Regions from separate parts of the Sus scrofa genome. Here region 2 is linked to region 1. The links are chromatin contacts, called in public promoter capture Hi-C maps. All regions are on one chromosome and are shown on one strand. The core of a region is the stretch at or near the end of the contact, and the rest is flanking DNA. Distances in the headings are between cores, read along the strand shown.

Region 1 (7,002 bases), core at 2,362-4,861:
AATGGTCAAAAGAATTAAAACTAGATTTTAATATTTATCTCCTACTAAAGCTATTATATTGTATCATTGCATATTGAAATAAGAGGAGAATCTGGAGTTCCCACCATGGCACAGGGGTTAAAGATGCAACGCTGTCTTTGAAGTGGCACAGTTCAATCCCTGGCCCTGCAGAGTGGGTTAAGGATCTGGTGTTGCTGCAGGTGTGGCACAGGGCATCTGTGGCATAGGTTACAGCTGTGGCTTGGAGCCCTGGCCCAGGAACTTACAAATGCCATGGATGCAGCCAAAAAAAAAAAAAAAAAAAAGAGAGAGAGAGAGGAGAATCATCTTGAAATTTAAAATCAAAATTTTATTTTTTTAGTCTTTTTGCCTTTTCTAGGGCCACTCTCACGGCATATGGAGGTTCCCAGGCTAGGGGTCCAGTTGGAGCTGCAGCTGCCAGCCTACGCCGGAGCCACAGCTGCCTACGCGAGAGCCACAGCAACTGAAGATCTGAGCCGTGTCTGCAACCTACACCACAGCAACGCCAGATCCTTAACCCACTGACCAAGGTCAGAGACTGAACCTGCAACCTCACGGTTTCTAGTCGGGTTCGTTAACCACTGAGCCACGACAGGAACTCCAAATCAAATTTTAATATTATCAAAAGTAAAATGCTCAGGAGTTCCTATCATGGCTCAGCAGAAATGAATCTGACTAGTATCCATGAGGATGCAAGTTCAATCCCTGGCCTCAATTAGTGGGTCCGGGATCTGGTGTTGCCATGAGCTGTGGTGTAGGTCACAGACTCGGCTATATTCTGGCGTTGCCGTGGCTGTGGTGTAGACCAGCAGCTGTAGTTCTGATTCGACTCCTAGCCTGGGAACTTCCAAACGTCTCAGTTAGGCCCTAAAAAGCAAAAACAAACAAACAAACAAAAAGTAAAATGCCCAAGTATGTGAACAAGGAATATTTGTACACTACCTCAGCTCACAACTGAGACAGTTGCTGCTGAAGAATTTGAGATTTTCTGTCTAGTAAAGGCAGAGTGTAACTACTGTCACATCTGAATAATTACTACATTTTATTCAGAAAACTATTTATCTTCCTCACTCTTAAATGACAGTTGTTCAAACAACAAGAATGATTATTTAACATCAAGCAGTCTTTCAATGTCAAAGCCTGACTTAAATTATGCTAATAAATTACTTCGTGGGTTTCATCCAGAAGTAACTATGCGTTTTGCACTAGGGCGTCAAGAACTTTCAGTCTTGTCTTTTTTTTTTTTTTTAAGCTGCATTAAACATTTTTAGAGAAAAAGCCCTATAAAAAAATAAAATGTTTCCATCTTTCCCAAGTATTTTCCTAGGAGTCTTCAATATCATCATATCTCATATATTAACAACCAACATGGAATACTGCCCACAGTGACTTTTTAAAGAAAGTAATTCAATGCTATTCTTAATGTCCTTAAACAATTCTAAAAAGGTCCTTCCGGCTTATGAATTCATGGCAACTTCCTAACAATTGTATACTTATCCTGTTTTACTGTCTCTCCTAGTCTATGACAAACTCAAATTTACACACCACCTCTTTCCTTTTGTGCTACATTGCTAAAACCCAGAGGAAAAAAGAAAAGATACAAATCTGCTACTTCCCCCTCCTTCCCCAAAGCAACAATAAAAACACTAGTTAACAAGATAAAGTGAAGTAGGAAGCAGTTTCAATACATATAAATCACATCTTCTTAACGTCACAAAAGTAATCTCCTGCTTACTTCAAAGGACAAATTAACAGCCATATCCTCTGATCCAGGGATATGCTTCAAGAGAATCCTATCAATGGGTACAGTTGGGTTTATAGCACCATAAAATAAACCAACTATTAACTCAAATTCTGCTAAGCTTAAATAGTCTTGTTTAAATATATAAGTATCATAAAATGTGCTCTCCCCTGGGAAAAAATGACTCGAGGTAAGGAATATTTAAACGAACGCTATTTAGGGAAATATTTTTTTGCCCAACATGAAAATTTCGGTTACGAGAATAAGCAGTTTAGTCAGCATGAATCTTACTATTTTTTTAATAATAGCCCAAGTTCTTTCGTGAAGAAAAATATAGTTTTACAGAATGATTTTTTTCAAGTTTTTCTCTGAATCATAAAAAGCTTACCCAAATTTTGCTGCAACGTGTTTCAATGGCATTAACCAGAGAAAGTATGTGAGCTGAGTGCTTGAGGGAAAATAGAGCAGATTGATCAGTAGTTGGAAGATAAAAGACAATGGTAAAAACCGCATAGTGCACTATTGGTTCCAGTCATTAAGCACACAGGAAGTAAGATTTTCTAGTTAGAAAACTAATTCACAAAGGGCAATGACTTCGTCAAAGCAAAGAAAATCTTATCAAAACAGACAACCATCAATCGTAAAATAAGAAAACAAGTACTAGGATTGGAAGGTGAAACAGGAGAGGAAAATGGCACAAATTGCCTGGCTGTATCTTCTATAACCTGCACTAGCACCTGCCCCCAAACAGTGATGGAGTTTCACTATTTAGGTGCCCAGCCGAGGGCAACTGCTCTGCTTCGGGGCACAGCACAACTACAATTCTACCAAAAGCAGTAAACACTACTTTCATTATGACCACACTTTCCCCTCCGATGGTCTATCCAGGAGGGTCAATAGAAAGCATCTGAAATAAACCACAAACCACTCAAGACTGTTCCAAAGCGGTGCGACTGGCAGCTGGCCTCTAAGCTTAAACACCTGGGTTCCGGTTGCCTCCCTGGTGCTACCTGAGTGACCCTGGATAAGTCACTTCCAGCTGTCGCACTGGTCATCTGCATAATTAAGGTGCGAGGGGAAAGCACTAACACTGCAGGATGCTAAGGCGCAGGGCGGAGTCGACTTGACTCGGTGAGTCCTAAAATGAAAGCGCATGAAAATAATAAAAAACGATGCCCAAGGCAGCTGAGCCCCGGTGGGCACAGCCCTGAAGTCGAGCCACTCCGAAAGGCGTCGCCTGCCGGGAATCCCCGGACAGCTGGCCGGCGCGGGCGTCCAGGGGGAGGGCGCGACCGCACTTTTTAGCAGAACCACCGGCTAGCTCCCCGGCGACGGCGACCGCCGCCGGGCTCCCCACCCTCCTCGGCCGGACGCCGCCGAGGGCCGAGGTCAGGACAACAATAAAGGAAGGAGCCGCGAGAAGACGACGCCGCCGGGAGCTGGCGCGCGCAGGTGAGCCGGCCCCGCGGCCTCGCCCAGGTGCAGCCGCAAGGGCGGACCCGCGAGCAGAGGAGCCGCGGGGGCCGGGACTCCGCGCCGCCCGCCGCCCGCCGCCCCGCACTCACCAGTGCCCGCCAGCCCCTCGAGCCTCCCAGCTCGCTTCAGCGGGCGCCGCGCTCTCGGAGCCCGGCCCGGCTCACCCCGCCCCGGCGCCGCGGAGGTCCTCACGCGGAACTTCCCAGCGGCCCTGGACCTGCAGCACCCGCGCCGCCGCGGCCCGGGGTCCCACAGGCAGTGAGAAGCCGGGAGCGGCGCCCACGACGGCCCGCCTGCGCACTGCGCACGCGTGCCCGCGCCGCCTCAGCCCCCAGACGGCGGCCGAGATTCCGGAGCAGGCACTCCCAGCCCGCGGAGACTACAAGTCCCGACACGCCCCGCGCAGGTCCTGGAGGCGTGGTGGGCCGGGTTCCGGGCGTCTTTCCTGGTTCCAAGGGAGGAGACCCCGGACGCCTCGGGGAGGACCGCGCACGGGGCTCTGGGCCCTTGCACTGCGGTGCATCCTGGGATTCGTAGTTTTTCAGGACGACCAGGCTTGGCTCGAGGGTGGAATTCAGGATTGTCTTATGTCACCGCCTAGAACTTCCAGGCACAGGGATCTTTAAAAATAAGTTTCATTCTTTTGCAGATAATTAGTTTGTAAGCTGTCCCATAATCAGTCCAGGAGGTATAAATTCACAGGCTATTGTGCGACCTGGGGAAAAAAAGCTTTACAACTCTTCACCCCAATTTTTTGCTCCTAACAATTTCTTTCTCTCTAGAACTGTAGATCCACTTCCTACTTAATAGGACAGGAGGCTTAGAGAAACTTAAAGGGTGGTTTAGTAGAAATTCGATTAGTCCAAAGGCTGGAACGTAAATATGTGTTGTCATAAATATTTACTCGTAAATATTTCAAGTGTTTGTTGAGCGCCTACCATGTCAAGGCCAGACTTGGTATACACTTGAGAACAAGTGTCATGGAGCCTGCAGTCTGTAGGAGGAGCTAGTCCTTAAAAAGCAAGATAAAATACATTGAGAGTTCCCCTTGTGGCTCAGCAGTAATGAACCCAACTAGTATCCATGAAAATGCCAGTTCCCTCTGTGGCCCCGCTCGGTGGGTTAAGGATCTGGCGTTACAGTGAGCTGCGGTGTAGGTCCGATTTGGAATTGATGTGGCTGTGGCTCCAATTCCAATCCTGGGAACTTCCATGTGCCTCAAGTGCAGCCTGGGTCAGAGGGTGTTTGGGGTGGAGGAAGAAAAGAAAAAAAAAAGGATAAAGATAAATACATATGTTAATGGTTAATGCCTTGGAGAAACAAAACAAGTTAAAGAGACAGTGTAAGGAGGGGCTCATTAAAAAGGATAGTCAAGAGTTCCTTGTGGCTCAGTGGTTAAGGAATCCAACTAGGAACCAGGAGGTTTCGGATTCCATACCTGGCCTCCGTATGCTGCGGGTGCAGCCCTGGAAGAGACAAAGTCCAAAAAAAAAAAAAAAAAGAAGAAGAAGAAGAATGGTCAGGGAAAGCTCTCAGGGGAAATGAATTTTGAGCTGAATCCTAAAAAAAAAAACAGAATTATTCAGACATGCAAAGAGCTGGGAAAGGATTATATGCCACGCCTGTCATAGTGCATGGCACACACCAGGTTCTCAATAAATATTTGTTTCATTTGAGTCCTTCTTCCTTTCCTTCCCCCACACAGCCTTAGATCACATCCTTCCCCCTTCGAAATCTTTATCAACACCTTCAGAACATCCTTCCTATGTGAAGATGTGCAGGAGACAAACCAATGTCCAGCCATGGATAAGCTGTATATGTACAGCTGCTAGGACAGAAAACACAAGGCAAATGCTGCCCAGGCTGGTGACATGGCTGAAACTGAGACGACTTAACCCCATCTTTATTTGTGAACTGGGTTAAAAGTTCTCATCACCAGAGTTCCCGTTGTGGTTCAATGGTTAACGAATCCGACTAGGAACCCTGGCCTTGCTCAGTGGATTAAGGATCCGGCGTCGCCGTGAGCTGTGGAGTAGGTCACAGACGGAGCTCAGATCCAGCGTTGCTGTGGCTGTGGCATAGGCCGGCAGCTACAGCTCCGATTAGACCCCTAGCCTGGGAACCTCCATATGCCGAGGGTATGGCCCTAGAAAAAGGCAAAAAGACAAAAAAAAAAAAAAAAAAAAAAAAAAGTCTCATCACCAAGGCTGACCTCCTGACTCACTTCTGTTTATGAGGCAGAAAATCGGATTTAGAGTTTGCCATTTTGAGATCCTAAAGGAAACTTAGATATTATCTCATTCCAAACAGAAGCGAAGTGAAAAACAGCCCTAGACCTATCTGTGGGCACTGACCTGTGACATTAGGCAGAGGGGGCATGTTGCCTTTCTGATGCCCAGTGACCTCACCTGCTCCCCTTACAGAATATTCTCAGGATCTGATAAGTCAATGGCGAGGAAAAAGCTCTCCAGACTGCAGAGAATGCTTCCCCTCCACACCCCCACCCCCGGCTCTTTCAGCTGCTCTTCAACATTTCAACATTTCCAAGGAGATTGTTTTCTTATCTTTTGAAAAACCTTAGCAGTGTGGCCGTGCTGACACCTGTCTTCCCGAGGCCTCATTTCCTCATTTTTACAATGGTTGAAAGGATTTGGCCCATCATAGTTTATAAACTGGCCAGAGCTGTTTCCTTTTGCTCACACAGTGGGTTTTATTTTTAACCGAATGTGTGGCTAACATTTAAAAATAGGAGATTTCAGGAGTTCTCTTGTGATGCAGTGTTGTCACTGCAGAGGCTCTGGTCGCTGCTGTGGTGTAGGTTCGATTCCTGGCCTGGGAACTTCCATGTGTCACAGACAAAGCCAAAAAAAAAAAAAGAAAAAAAATTTTAAATAGGGAGATTCGAGGAGTTCTGTTGTAGCTCATCTATAACGAACCCGACTAGTATCTATGAGGACGTGGGTTCGATCCCTGGCCTTGCTCAGTGGGTTAAGTATCCGGCATTGCTGCAAGCTGCAACGTATGTTGCAGACATGGCTCAGATCCTGAGTTGCTGCAGTTCCTATTCAACCCCTAGCTTGGGAACTTCCATATGCCTTGGGTGTGGCCCTGAAAATAAAATAAATTAATTTTTAAAAAGGGAGATTTTAAATAAAAATCCAGATGTCACCTGCTTAATCTCTCTAGGCATTTGAACTTGTCTTCCCTGGCTAGAGAGTCTAGAAGGGTCTCCAGCTCCAGAATCCTAGAAAATTCTAGATGAGATATTTGGGACATATGTAAGATAAAAATATATATATATATTCCTTGTTTATCTGAAATTCAAATTCAAACTTAATGTCTTGCATTTGATCTGAAAACCCACATGCAGCGATCAGACCACTGATGCAGAGACTCTCACTCCCTCCAGAGAGAGGGAGACTTTCTCCTGAGAGTTATTACCACGTGACAGGATTGACTGAGTGGTTTTAAATTATTCCTTTGCTCTTTTTTCCTAACAAGCCCCAAACGTTGTTTGACATCTGGAGTCACATTTATAGACAACGAGGAAAGCCAGAGTAATGGCTCAATTTGCCCAAAGACACACAGCAAGCGCTACTTCAAGGTTGCAGTATAACCAGGACCTGTTAGCACCCTGCTGTGTAGAAGGCTCAGGATCAGCCAATAAACACGATGACAGAAAACAAAACAAAAACCACAACCTAAAACAAAACAAACCAAACAAAACCCCCCAAATCACTTCGCTTTTCCTCCAGCCTTTTTTT
Region 2 (7,002 bases), core at 1,517-4,016, 54 kb before region 1:
GGAGAAAAGGATCTCTTTTTGTATGTGTGAAAACAACAAAGTTTAGAACTTTCTCATTTGGCTTTTTAAAAAATAAAAACATTTAAAATACTTCTCAGGGCAAGAAAATTAAGTTGCACCAGTTAATAAAAATTACCAAGACCAATATTCTTTATCCAGTTCCATTATTGATGGATGCTAGACACACAGCAGATGTGGACTTGTTACTAATATGTGGTTTGCAAGAAGCAGCCCCTAACACCTGGCGGTGCGTTTTTCTGAGCGCACATCAACAGCCATCTGGGGATGAGCCTGTCCTCTGCACTCATCCTTATCTGCCGGTGTCACACCAAGCTGACCACTAACCAAGCACGGCAAAAGCAGCACAGAGAATTCAAACTATGCTCAGAAGCCAGCCTAATTTTGCTTTTCAGAAGATGCTCCTGAATTAAGCAAAATAAGCTTTTTTCCCAAAAAGACTCATTTTTCCTTGTGCAATTACATATCAAGCTACAGCCTTTCAAAGGTTACCAAATAATTAGTCTGTCCTTAAATATGTAAATTCAATTAACCACCTTTTATACTAGTTCTATTTACTTGTAGCCACAAGAGCTGAGCCAGATCAAATGAAAAATAAGTTACAATTAATTCTGAGCAGTTTATTCTCAAGTCATTATTACAGTTTTTAACAGTTGGACACACATAAAGATATCAGACGTAAACACTGGGAAGTACACACACATATTCCCATTCTGAAAGGAGACATGTTATATATACAGGAGGAAAAACGCAGCAAATATTAAGGTCTTCAAAGTAATTTCTGACAATCCAGATGCGACATATTTACAAGAAAAGTATAAGTTTTAAAATAATTAAATAATTTTCATAGAATTATAAAAGTATTGAGATAAATATTAGGAGACCCTGACAATCGCAAGAACATTTTCCTACGCTACTAAATACAAGGGTAGTTCTATAAAAAGTTCCAAAATAGAGCTAATATTTTGCCACTATGAAATATATCAAATACCAATACCAAAATATTAAAACGAACATGCAACATGGAAGCTGTACCAACAAAAACAGCATTAGGTTCCCAAATACTGCCAACTGTCCACGGTGTGTTCATGAAAAAGAAGCTAAGAGTTTGCTGAAAGTGTGATAACTACTTCAAACCTTTCATTCTATCATTCTATTTTCAAATGCAGCTGCAAAAAAGAAACGATCTACGTATAAGTTTTTAAAATATTAGCTTATGAACGAAAATGTTGAGTGGTGCATTCTTTATGCACCCGGATTTTTAAACTGATGTTATAATTCTGGTGTAAGAGATAGTAACCTCGGGACCCCACCACCCTAGTAAGAAATCTCTTTTCCAAAGAAGTCATCTTAGAAAATGAAGAGCAGAAATGGTGACATGTACGAATTCAAAACAAGACAGTACTTGCAATATGGCAAAACAGCATACAAATAGCAGCATGTGAAATTCAAGACTATTTTCTTAAAGCAAATGTTTAAGACTGAACCGTTAAAAACAGTACTTGGTCAAACTGGTCTGTTACTCAACACCCGAAACTAATGATTTTTTTCGAGAGGCGCTCACATCTGTGACAGCCCATGATTAAAGGTCTACTCAGATCTGTGTGCTAAAACAGATATATTGCACAGACAGGAGAATGACAACATTCTGGTCTAAAACAAAATGGTTTCTTATTTAATATGTTAAACTATGCTACTGAAAATTAATTTCATCCCAACTGTTTAAAACCAATCACATGCAGGCCTTCTGAGCACATTCATCTCAAACATTCCTCGACAAGATGGAAAACACAGGCACTTGAATATAGGGTATTAGTGACAAAAAGCAAAGGCTATGATCACAGGACTAAGGGCTGCATGTCTTTACATATAAACTTGAGGTCGTTCGCTGATCCACGTACAGAAATAAGACCTATTTACAAAACTTTGACAAGCAAATCAGATCTTCCAGAAATTTCATACCAAATAATTTTCACTGAATAAAGCGATGACGTCTGCCAGGTCTTGATTAAGCTTTTACAAACCAATGTCTGAGACACGACTGTTTGATTTCTCATTTCCCCCCTTCCTCCACCCCAGTACAACCCACAACCCTAACAGTCCAATAACATCCCCTATGCAAAACCTACCACTCACCTGGGATCCACAGCATCAAAAATGGTGACCATTTCAAAACTGTCCACACCGCAGTATAAATTTTACAGCACCCAGACGCGTCATGAGTTTTAGGTATATTTGCCTGGCAATATTTCATTCAATAATATTAACCAGCACGAATGTGTAAAGATTGAACATTTAATAGGAAATCACAGTAGCATTTTTAAAACAACCAAAATAATTAATAAGCCTTGTTAATGGTTTAAACTGTGGAACACTGAAGTTGTCAAATTCACTAGGAAAAGAGGTTGCACACACGTTTTTACCACCCCAGTGAGAACAAAGCTGCTGACAGCTGATGCTGAGACACTTAAGGTTTCTTTCTTTCTTTCAAGAAGTTACATTTCGTTTGGCTACGTCCTAGATTCTTGGTTTACCAGCTTAGAAAGAGTGCGTCTACGAGGCTATATGCATGGAAACCCTCTCCCCTTTGTCATCTTTGGCTAGAAGCCTCGTGCAAGGACACTGAGGGCTAAACGGGGGGTCAGGCTTCGGGTGCCTCCCTCACACGTCACTGACTGGAAGGCTAGCGTCATCCAAGTCCACGGGGTCACAGTCTGGTTCCTGAGGGCCGTCTTTACGCTGAGGTTTTAGCAGAGCTTGTTCAGTCACTTTGGGAGCTGGTTCTCTTGGAGAGACAGTCTGGACCTTGAAGTTCCCTGGCTTGACCTTGGCAAGAGATTCGTAAAATCCTCGCTTCTCCACGGTAAAGCTTGAGACCAAAGAGTTGCTGCGAGCGGCTGTGGAATGTGAGGCGGCTGCGTAGGCCGGGCGGCCAGCGCGTTTGGGTTCGGAAGGACAGCCGGAAGGCTCCTGCAAAGAGGAGGGCAGGTCAGACACGGCTGGGCACTGGGGACAAGGTCAGTCACTCAGTGTGAGACTTTATCCTCTGAAAAACAAACAGAACAAAACACACACACACACACACACACACACACACACAGAGCAGAAGCATGAGCCATGCAGCAGACGTGTGCAAGTTCTAGCCCAAAGCAATGCATTTTTAGGAGTGAGTTTAGAGCAATGACAGCCAACAACCATTTCCGCTAAGAAACCAGCTCTGTCACCAACGCCAAATGTGTCAGCTCTGACACTCTGAAGACACAGTCAGCCTCAACAGGAAAGCCGTGTTCCAATTGCAACTCAACTGTTTTAACTGCGGGCCTACCAGCTTCGCCATTTTATTTCAGTCTATTCTCACTAACACTAGGAATTATTCCACATATTCTAGAAAGACTAAAAAATGAAAATGCAGAATATAAAAATTAAAGGTCCTTCTTTCTTTAATGAGCAGAACGCAACATTTTTCAAACCTATTGTTTTGCCTGGCAGCCTCACAAATTTAGCTTTTGCTTCCCTGAATTTTACTGCCACAAATAACAGCAGTCTTTTCACTTCGTACTGAATTATTTGTTTTTGCGTATGGCATACGTTCATATGGCTTGAGATTTTAAAGGTAGCAAAGGGTACATATTTAAGCATTTATTAAAGCTGTGGTAAAATTACTGCGAATTTTAACTTCAATATGCTTCTAATGAAATCAAATCTGAAGATAATCTTAAACACGACCCTTCCAAATGCATTGCCATATAGTTCCTAGTATACCGTGTGCATTTGTGACATTAGTAGCTTTGAGAAAAAAAAAAAAAGTGCTACAATCACCGAAACACCACAGATTCCCATTAGCTAGCCAAGTTTCACCTGAGGTGTGAGACGCCGTGCATGCAGTCTATCCAATGCATACGCAGGCATGAGTCTGCACACAGTGTTACCATAAAGGTGCACTTCGAGTGGTATAGTACAAAAAATCACAAAGTACATAAACTACAGAAATTGAAACTCCCGTGGCCATCAATAATTTAGTTTCCGAAGATAGATACGACCTTCTCATTTGGTAAAGTTCTACTTTCTTCATTATTGATCTTTTTTAAAGCTGCATATCCAACCTGATGACGGCAGTGAGAGGGTGTGCGTTAGTGCTGACAAAGTCAGTTACGGTCACTGCAGAAGGCAGTCTGGTTAACTCAACTTTCTAGAATCAGTGGTCAGTAGTGAGTAAGTCCGGGCCCTCTAGTAAGAAGGCACGTCTGCGTGAGAGCCCACATACGTGCTGCATTCCCCAGCTCTTGGCGTATACCTCTGTATACAAGGGTTCGACAGCCTTCTGGCCTGCCGCATCTGGAACACAGTGCAAAGCTAGGATTAGAGTCAACCTATACTGGGGAGGGGGAGGAAAGAAAGTTCTGCTGATAGTTACAGGTGGACAGTCCAACTTGCCCCCACCACAAAGCACGAAACACAAACGCCCTTCTCCAACTTTTCCTCTTCCCGACAGACATTGTTTTTGCAGAGAGTCTCATACTTGACTGCTGAAAAGGGCACATAACACACAGGCAGTTACCAAATGAACCCCTACGAAAATACTGTAAGAGAGTCCCAAAACGATGTAGGAAAAACCACTTGAAAAATGAGAAAAAATGGATTTGTATTTACTGATCTATAGCTATTTCTAACAAGAAACTATTAAAAGACAATATTACTGCAACACTGGAAAATACCTAAAGTGCAGAATGTCTAGCATTGACCATGAGTCCAGATAATAAAGGCTTTCATGCTACATATTAAACTACCTACTGCAGATGCATGGGCTGTGCTTCAAGGCACCGAAAAGTTTTTCATTTCTTGGTAGAATTTGTATTTTCAGATCAGAGATCAGTGACCAAAGTATTCTAAAGCCAGATCTTACTTATTCCTATGACATAACTTTACATGATAAACTTAAAAAGTAAAAATATTCTTCTTACTATCTGAGAATGTTCAGCTGTTTTAATTTTATTATTATACTACCACAAAGACAATTAAGAGAGTAAAAAGCAGCTTCTTAAATTAACCTAGTAAAAAAAATGAGAATGAAAACATGAAGTGGAAAACACCAGCTGAGAATACTAGATTATATTCAAGGTTCGAGCTGCTCAACTCTTTTACGGAACTATGAAGGAAAGCCTAAATTGAAATTATAGGAAGTAAAAAGGAAATTGAGACCGTGACAAAGCTGTGTAATGCTACAACTAAAGGTAACCTTTCGTGATCAGGCCAAATACCCTCCTAAAAATTGGTAAAATTATACCAAATCTGGACCTACTGACAAGTAAGAACTCCTAAAACAAAACAAGGAGATGTTCATTCTTTAGTTGCCCTGCTTGTGCATTTAAGACAATACAATGCACAGGAAGTTACGTATACAGAACACTACAGGAAGCATTAAATTAGAAACGCATTATTTTTTTTTGCAAGTCCAATTGGTATGAAAGTCAACATGCAGATAAATCTCAAAACAGAAAGAAACCAAAAGGATTAGGGGGAGAGGAAGAAAAATAACTTGACAGGATCAGGGGTCCCAAGGGAGTATCACCCCAGAGAGGAGGGAACATACAGAGGAAGCGGATCTGCCGGGCCCCCGCTGTGCTACGATGGCGCCAGAGACGGCTTTAATCCAGCTGTGCATCTCTTCCGGGCTATCGGCCTGAGGGAAGGAAGGAGCCATTCAGTCAGGTGTTCCGCAAAATTGGCTCCTGTCTATAAAACCTGTGTATTCATTTTGGTAATTAATAATGTCAACAATAAAATCATTCCAATGCAACGACTGCCCCAAAATTTTAGAAACCACTTTTTTTAAACCAGGTTTTGCTGGGTAAGTTATTACATAGAGATGTAAGCCAGGCATTTAGTGTTTTAAGATGAGACACATTGAAAAGTCTCAATATGAATAATTCTAGAGAGAAAACAAGGAGGGGAAGAAGTCAGAGCAAGATCTTCTCATTTTGCTCTCCTCCTGCTATACTGTCTGAATTTTCAAGAAGAATCTCTCTGTAATTGTGCAGTTCTAAAACCATTTTCACATCATCATTTTTCTAAAAACCATTTCTAAGAGTACCCTACCCCTAAAAGAGGTACTGGTAGTCACTTTCCAAAGCCTCATCTTCCTTGATAGGACCAGGGCTCCCATGTACATTAAAAACCTCTCTCTGACTTTCATCCGATGAAGGCCCGCAGAGGGGTGGAGAGGTACTGCTCTTCGCTTCTAGATTCTAGAATCTAGAAGTTTAAAAAAGTTAAAGATACAAGTAACACTTCTGAGTTAACGACAGTAACGAGAATTCTTAAAAGGAAAAACTCAAAGGAGGCAAAGGTAGGGTATACTTTCAGTGATTCACCGCAAACAGGAGCACCGGTCTAGAAATCAATTTGGCAAAATAAGGTTCATGCTCAGATAGTTATTCTCACTCTAGAAACATCATAAAGTAGGAAAATCAGGCAAATTTGTGCACAAAGTGTTCACCACCACATTACTTTATCACAGTAAATGTATAAAAACTGTATCACTGAGTGATCAGTAAGAGTGCAGCAGAGAACAGCTTAATTGTGAAACATTCATGCATGAGAATATGATTCTAAAAGGTGTTCAGAGAATTTTAATGTCATGGGAAAAAAATGACTATGGTAAACGAAAGGATATATATACCACAATACTTCATATGCTCCTGCCTGTCATAAACAGACATGTCCTCACGAAGGAAAAAAACGGCTGCCTGAATGTGGAGTTTGTTTAATAAAATACAACATTTGTCTTCCTATTTTTCTGTATTTTCTAAATTTTCTGCAATAAGCATATGTAAGAACTTTCATAAAACAAATGTTCTTTTAAATAATTTATCTAAACAAATCAATCTGGTAAGTAAAAAATGTATTTTAAACTTAAATACAGGATACCTACCTATCATTCCTGAAATTATAAGATCTACTGCATACTTTTTTTTTTAATACTGA

The links. Promoter capture Hi-C pulls out the DNA fragments that hold promoters and counts their contacts.
Region 2: a promoter capture Hi-C map of liver shows a contact between it and region 1, with 2.6 times the contacts expected there. The contact joins the enhancer-like site here to the promoter of PLEKHA1 in region 1. A contact is called at or near these places in 3 of 5 promoter capture datasets (fetal skeletal muscle and liver), 5 of 47 Hi-C or Micro-C datasets (alveolar macrophages, embryonic fibroblasts, fetal heart ventricle and 2 more) and 2 of 2 datasets of contacts at active chromatin or transcription factors (alveolar macrophages and skeletal muscle).

What each region holds. Positions count from the first base shown.
Region 1 is chr14:131,957,541-131,964,542 of Sscrofa11.1, reverse strand. PLEKHA1 (pleckstrin homology domain-containing family A member 1) reads right to left here and starts at 3,611. Exons shown (of 13, transcript XM_005654150.3): 1 at 3,328-3,611.
Region 2 is chr14:132,010,280-132,017,281 of Sscrofa11.1, reverse strand. PLEKHA1 (pleckstrin homology domain-containing family A member 1) reads right to left here. Exons shown (of 13, transcript XM_005654150.3): 11 at 5,609-5,698; 12 at 4,313-4,353; 13 at 618-2,988. The coding sequence ends at 2,784. Among named protein-coding and RNA genes, the nearest start is that of HTRA1, 29 kb to the left of the region's middle. Within about 2 kb of position 2,766, at least 7 of the 83 cell types and tissues checked have an H3K27ac peak or open chromatin away from gene starts, as enhancers often do. A contact at or near this core is called in liver, where this site is marked.